Regions from separate parts of the Mus musculus genome. Here region 1 is linked to region 2. The links are chromatin contacts, called in public promoter capture Hi-C maps. All regions are on one chromosome and are shown on one strand. Each heading gives the region's core, a stretch centred on a gene start, on an enhancer-like site or on the middle of the called end of the contact. The rest is flanking DNA. Distances are from core to core; before and after follow the strand shown.

Region 1 (3,361 bases), core at 106-2,605, 320 kb before region 2:
GACGTCTGGGTATCGAAATCAAAACAGCAAGTCAGAGGCACACATGGTGGTGCCGAGACACTTTCTAAGTGACTTGAATAAAGGGGACATCAAGACCGAAGCTAAGGGAACTGGAGAGAGAAAGAGAACATTACTGTTTGGAAGGTTGTGGGCACAAGTCATTCTATGCTCAGAGGAAAAGCAAGCCTCAAATGCTTTCTGTGATGAGAGGAGAGGAGAGGGGACAAGGAGATGCAGGTTAAGGGTTTCACCAGAGCTGAAGTGGTAGCCACAGAGGCAGGGGGATAGCAAGTTGGAGAGCAGAACAGGCAACTCAGCAGGGCACTGTCTCAAAACACAATAGAAGACTCTGGGGGGTTGGGATTGTGGCTCAGGGGCAGAGCCTTTGTCTGGGGCAGTGGTTCTCAGCCTTCCTAAAGCTGTGTGACCCCCTAAAACAGATCCTCAGTTCTGGTGACCCCCTAGCCATAAAATTATCATCATTGCCTCTTCATAACTGTAGTTTGCTACTGTTATGACTATTTAATATAAACACCTGTGTTTTCTGATGGTCTTAGGCAACCCCTATGAAAGGGTTGTGTGACTCACAGGCTGAGAACCACCAGCCTACGATATGTAAGGCTTTTGGGTTCAATCTCTTGTATTGAAAAAAAAAAAAACCACCCTGAATAGCCCAAAGGGAAGAAATGAATAAAGCCCAAAGCAAACATAAGAGAATAAAGCACATGAAGCAGCCACCAGCAGCCACGCGTGCGACGCTATCGCTGTGCCCTGATGGCGGAGACGGACACCCGAGACTGCGACCAGCAAATGAGACAGAGAGCGAAAAGCAAAGTCAGACAAGCGCTGAGAAAGGTGACTTTCACAGATGCACACATGCAAACTTTTTAAGATGTAAGAGAATTGGAATGTAGCTTTGTACGTCGACAATGCATTTGAAAACTGACGATATTCTAGGGAATGATATTACACAAAACTAGAAGGAGAAGGAGAAACGCCGAACCAACCAATAACCACAGGAGAAGCTGAAAGGGCAGCCGAAGAGGGGATTCCCAACTGCCAGAGAAAGGTTGGAGTATTCAAATAAAGGGGACAGCTCGTGTGTCCCCTCGATCACTAGGTACTTAGAAGAGCCCGAGATGTGTCAGACAGACACTGCTCTGGGTACTGCGAGCACCATAAAAATAAAAACATAGGAACATCAGGAAGCAGAGAGGGTCCTGGCCTTTGTGGAGCTGAGCATCCAGCCAGATGAGGAGAACAAACAGATAATGACGTAAGTGACATGGGAAGTGGTGGCTGAGAGCCAGGAGGGAGGTAAACGGCAGAATGGCACCCGAGAGCAGGCAGGGTTCCCCCACCACGGATGCCCAGAAGGTGAAACTGGTTGAAGGTATAAATGAGCCAGGAGTCTCGGGTAGGGTTTCCAGTGCTTTGGTGAACACCAAGGCCAAGAGCAACCTAGGCGGGAAAGACTTATTTCATTTTATAGCTCTCAGGTTACATGGGGTAGGAACCTGTAAGCAGGGGCTGATGCAGAAGCCATGGAGAACACTGCCTACTGGCTTCCTCCCCATGGCTAGCTCAGCCTGCTTTCGGAGACAACTCAGGACTGCCTGCCCAGGGATGGTGCCACCCAGCGTACTGGGCCCTCACACATCATTCATTAATCAAGAAAATGTACTCCAGACTTGCCCACAGGCAATCTGATGGAGGCATTTTCTCAGCTGAGGTTCCTCTTCCTAGATAACTTGATTCAGAACCAACTGGGATACCAGGCATGGCAGCATGTGCCTGTAACCTGAGCACTGGGGAGGCTGAGGCAGGAGAATCCCAAGTTTGAGGCCATCCTGGGCTACATAGTGAGGCCCTTTTTGAAATCTCATGCAAACAGACATGACCTAGAAACAAGCTCGTGAAAATGCCAAGGCTGTTGGAAGATTTTTGTAATGCTATTGGAAAGTAGCTTTCAAAGCCCCAGTTGGACTTCAGTGTTCTTTCAAGGTCAATACATTTGACTATCCAAAAAATTAAGTAACCATAGAACAGAACCCCCCTCCCCAAACACAGATTAAAAAAAAAGAAAATAGCAAATTATAAAAATATTTGCAGATTTTTGAATTCTTGAGGTTTAAGTCCTATAATTCTGGAGAAAAGAAAGTTTAATCTCCCATTACTTGCTCCACCAACCAATTCTTTCACCAGAATATTCCTCATTTGAGGATGGAATGCTTGATAACAAAATAGGCACAGAGATATTTGGCAGCACATAAAAAAGGGTCATGACCCACAATATGTAGCAAGTACCTCCAATAAAATAAGTAAAAGCAGGGAATAAAACGGGGAGGAAAAAAAAAAAAAAAAAACAACAGAGCATCGTTCAAGCAGTAAAAACGCTGGTCTCAGCAATCACCACAGATCACCACTAAAGGTCACTGTTCCCTCAACTGGTTGACAGTGAAGAATGACGGTCACTTTCGTTGTTGGAGATGCGGAGTCAATGGACAGGTGTCAATGCAGCTGGAAGGTATGTGTTAGGGGAACCTCTTGACATGTCTCCCACAGTGCATGGTGGCCCTGCAGCCCCAGGAGTACACACAAGTCAACACCGACAAGCACACGCATAAAGACACATATGTGGGGGGTTGGTTGGACGGCACTACCTTGAACAACTGAGGGTGGTGGAAACTGCCTTCATACCCACCAATTGCTTTTGTAAGGGAACGATGATTAATCCACCCAGCTAGCCTTCACTAGATAAATACATTCTCTAGGTGAAAGGCCGACACACCCTGCCAGTCACAACCCTTCCTTGTGACTTTGTGTACACGTATGAACAACAAGACTTCTCACAGAGGTTCCCTTGACCATCCTGTGGGATGGAGGACACTCTGCTACCTCTATTTTTCCATATGACCCTGGGAAAGGTAATGAGGCAAGGGTAGGAGGTGAGCTTCAGTAGGGCCGCTCCTGGGCTCTGCACATCCTGGGATAATAGCAAAGTCACAAACACACACACACACACACACACACACACACACACTCCATAGCTGGGAACCTAGGAGGTCATTGATGATAACTGTCAGCATGTTCTGGACTGGATTGTGGCTTGGGTGGAGTGTGGGACATAAACATTTTCCTAGGCATCGCTACACTGATCCTTTGTTTTAACAATAAGCATGTTTTGCATTCATTTGTGCTTGTGTGTGTGTGTGTGTGTGTGTGTGTGTGTGTGTATTTGAGACAGAGAATCTCAGATAGCCCAGGCTGGCCTAGAGCTTGCCATGTAGTCAAGGGTAGTTATGAACTTCTGGTTGTCCAGCCTCTGCCTCCTGAGTGCTGGAATTGCGGTGGGTGACAC
Region 2 (3,768 bases), core at 284-2,783:
AGCTGCTTTAGCATCGGAAGGCTTTCCTCTTCCCCTTGACCACAAACACAGAACTTTCTCTAAACATGGCGGCTTGTCTCTGTGACTCTTTATACAGCCTCTCTCGTTCTCTGAACGGAACTACACCCAAGAAGGTTTCTTCTCAAGCTATCTGTGCCCTCTGTTCTCACTGCTGCAAGCAGTGCGATAAAGCTTTCCATGTCAGGGTGTACTCTCTACCTCAACAAATACAACTTTTCTGGTACTTTCTAAGATAAAATACTACTTACTGACCTCTGCAAAGTCTTCACACTCAAACTCAAATATAAAACAAGCCTCTAACATCTCTGGATGACAGAGTGCATAAGTTCCATAGGGGTGGCCCCACTCAGACACCTTGGGAGTCCTGCCAGGTAGCATAAACAGGTAAAGAGGGAAAGGTAGAAAGTCCAGCCACTGGGGAGACCTCACTACATCCAAAGCCACTAAGCGCTGCTGTGAAGAACTGTGAACCTGGTACTTCGAGAAAGGCCAAGACTCCCCCTGGCACCTGAAATCTCACTTCATTTTATATGATGACAACTAATCCAATTTGTAATTTTAAAAACTGTATCAACTAAATAAACTACTGACAGAATCTATCTCCAGACTACCCCTGCGCAACTTCTGTTTTATATAGTCAGCTTTAAAATAGGACACAGGTAATTTACCACAGTCAAAAGCTATGTTTCCCAGGGGTCTCAGTGTGAAGATTTCATCACTGCAGTAACCATAACTCTCAGTCCCTCTTCCCAGCACTCGCCTCTACCTCCCCCACCAATCCTGTCAGTCTCCTGCCAACTTGAGCTGTGAGGGAGAAATGGACTGAATAGAAATCACCTAGGCTTTTCAGCCAAAGCAGCTTGTTAAAGTCCAGTGCTACCCCCAATGGAGCCTTCTCAAACCTTGCTGATCCTTGGTTTGCTCATCTGTGAAATGGGAACACTCATTCCCACCTAGAAGACATCTGAAAGATCGTCAGTATAAGTAATGAGGCTGGCATGTAACTCTGGCACAGACTACACTAAAAACTATATGCACACAAAGAGCCACTTTCCCCCAAGAAAGACATGAAAAGCTACACAGAATGTTCATAGCAAGCTGATGCCTCTGGGGAGGATACATGCTTTCGGTAAACAGAGTAAGAAGAGGAATCACAGCTCTGCAGAGGCCCAGGCCTCCACACCAACATAGCTGCTCATGAACTTGGTCTAGGAGGTCGAGGTCTGTAGAAATCCATGCTAATTAAAATTCATAGACGTTAATTAAATGATTATTCAAGAACTCTCTCAACTCTTGAAGCCATTTTTATATGTAGATTACAACATAACCCTGGGTCAAGTAAAGGCATGCCAAGGTCCTTCAGGCTAGGGAGAATCTGCCGGGGAAAGCAAGCAAGCAAGCAAGCAAGCTCGAATGGAAAGTAAACGGCAGAGCTGGCTGTCACTGTGTGGGGTAGGCTACTGACGCTGGGAAAGGAGGCCTTCCTCTGCTGCCAGATGCAGGGACAGAGGACAAAGGGCCTCTCAGACTAACAAGTGCCTGCCTCTCCAGCTTATGCTTTTAGAGAGGAGCCACTCCACAAGAAGCCACCAGACGAGAGCCAGAGTCGACCCTGAACACTCGGCACTCACCACCCCTGCACACCTGGGGTGAAGCAGGAAGGAGATGAGGTAGCTATGCTGTTTCCAGAAACACAAGCCTCTGTGCCTAGATCCTTATGTGGGATTCTGCCAGGAGAGCATTCCAGGTGTGCTCCTCCATCCAGGCTCCTCCATCTCATTCAAAAGAAACAAACTGTCTCTGAAGGCTTGTGCTCACTCACCTAGAAGAGCTAAGCTCCACCCCTCACTCCATGCCTGATATACCTAACCTACTCCTTTTACAGGCAGCCCTCGTGGCTCCTCTAATTGTGGTGTGTCCATCATCGGTTTTCCTCTAGGGAGACTGAAGCATCCAAAACCACTTATCTCCTTGACTGCCCAAGCAGGAAACCAGCAGCTTTTTACTCTATGTCCACACTTAAGAGAAAGGAGGGTTAGATAGTCTAGGGACATAGCTCAGTGGGAGAGCTTGTCTAGTATGTGCAAGGCTCTTGGTTTGATTCCCAACACTAGGAAAAGGGGACAGTCAGGGATGGAATACAGATCCCAATTAGTTTGCAGGTGACAGTCACTGAAGATGGGCAGTATACAGATAAGACTCTTACTATTTTCTTTATTTTTATTTATGCTTCAAATTTCCTGTAGTTAAAAGAGAATGTTAAAGAGACATGGGGAGAAGATGCAACCTGAAAATGCTGTTGGCTGTCTTCTTGGGACGATTTGGAATGTACACAGGCCTTCAGACCCATGGCCTTCTAGAAGGTCACAATGCTGGAGCAAAGGCTGTGTCTTCTCAGCACCACATTCAATGTCCTCAACAAGACAACCTTTGAAAACGTCCCTAGAACTTTACAAAAGCATTCTGGTAGGGCCCGGCTGCCCTGCTCAGCATATAAACCTTCTGCCTCTACAAATCATCACCCCTTCAGCTTCCTGCCACTACGAGGGCCTCCACTTCCTGTTCCAAACTACTGAGTTGAGCAATCGAGCTTTTGAGAGAGCTCCCAGTGGCAGAGAGTAGTTCAGCTTAACTGGGTCTCCTTCTGGATGTCAGATATGATACTCCAAAGAGAAAGTTTTGCTTTCTCTGTTTCTCCCCCTTCTTCTTCCCTGACCCTCAACTTGCTCTTGATAAGAATCTGCATAATCATCTATCATGACAAGTTTCCCACCTTGACGACTGTGACACGTTGGGCTGCACAGTTCTCTGTGGCAGAAAAGACATGATGCTGTGTGTCCTAGAACAAATAGTCAACAGCATCTCTTGTCTCTACCCACCAACTGCTAGGAAGTACATAGGCCAACCCTAGCTACAACAACCAGCCACGTCTCCAGGTAGCGCCAAATGGGTCAGGGGATTAAAAAAAAAAAACAAAACAGAAGTTATTGAGAAACACCAGCCTAAAAGATATTGAAAAATCAAGACCAAAGTCTTTGTGCAGAGAGAGGGGGAGGGAGGGAGGGGAAGAGGGAGAAAGAGGAAAAGGGGAGAGGGAGGGAGGGAGAGAGAAAGAGAGAGAGAGAGATTTATACAGTTTGTTCCCGTTCAATTACACAATATAATTCCACCTATGAATTTATAAATATGAATATTTAAGAAATGCTGCATTCTAAGCCAGAAATATGTAAAGTACCAAGAGAAGAGTGAACTCAGCATTCCCAACCATATCCTCTCTGTCTTTGTGGTTTCCTGTGCAAATCTCATTTGCTTCCCCCACATTATCCTGTTTTCCAGTCAGTGTGGTCATTCAAACATCTCACCCAGCCTCTCACAGCAGCACACAGTTTGAGTTTCAGCAGAAAAGAAAAGCGCCGGGGTGGGCAACTTCCCCAGCACCCACAGGATGCACATGGGCTCTCCAGCACTGGTTTAACAGGGTCACCAGAGAACAGAGTTCCTACAAGAACATTCTCCAACCAAATCACAGAAAAAGAAATACCAACGTGTTCTAATGGTTCCACTTCAAAACAGTCAGACTTACACCCCTTCTCTGGGCAACAACATCAAAATAATCGCCCTTTACACCCCCAACTCTTCGTGCCTAGAGTGCCTGTGTCTTCCATCAGTAAGTGGGGAAGTGAGGCTGCTGCTCTGGATCGGGGCCTCCCCTCTGCGACCTCCACACTTCAGAGGCTAGAATGGCTA

The links. Capture Hi-C pulls out chosen DNA fragments and counts their contacts.
Region 1: a contact with region 2 is called in a promoter capture Hi-C map of pancreatic islet, with 4 times the contacts expected there. The contact joins two enhancer-like sites. A contact is called at or near these places in 3 of 39 promoter capture datasets (the 3T3-L1 cell line, hippocampal neurons and stem cell-derived epiblast-like cells), 1 of 484 Hi-C or Micro-C datasets (muscle stem cells), 3 of 115 datasets of contacts at active chromatin or transcription factors (embryonic forebrain, forebrain and microglia) and 2 of 9 other capture datasets (adipose tissue and pancreatic islet).

The regions. Positions count from the first base shown.
Region 1 is chr4:120,056,790-120,060,150 of GRCm38.p6, reverse strand. All of the region lies in intron 2 of Hivep3 (human immunodeficiency virus type I enhancer binding protein 3), which reads right to left. Among named protein-coding and RNA genes, the nearest start is that of Gm36215, 16 kb to the left of the region's middle. Within about 2 kb of position 1,355, at least 10 of the 459 cell types and tissues checked have an H3K27ac peak or open chromatin away from gene starts, as enhancers often do. A contact at or near this core is called in pancreatic islet, where this site is marked.
Region 2 is chr4:119,737,641-119,741,408 of GRCm38.p6, reverse strand. It overlaps a transcript of Hivep3 not described here. Among named protein-coding and RNA genes, the nearest start is that of Gm35957, 15 kb to the right of the region's middle. Within about 2 kb of position 1,533, at least 88 of the 459 cell types and tissues checked have an H3K27ac peak or open chromatin away from gene starts, as enhancers often do. A contact at or near this core is called in pancreatic islet, where this site is marked.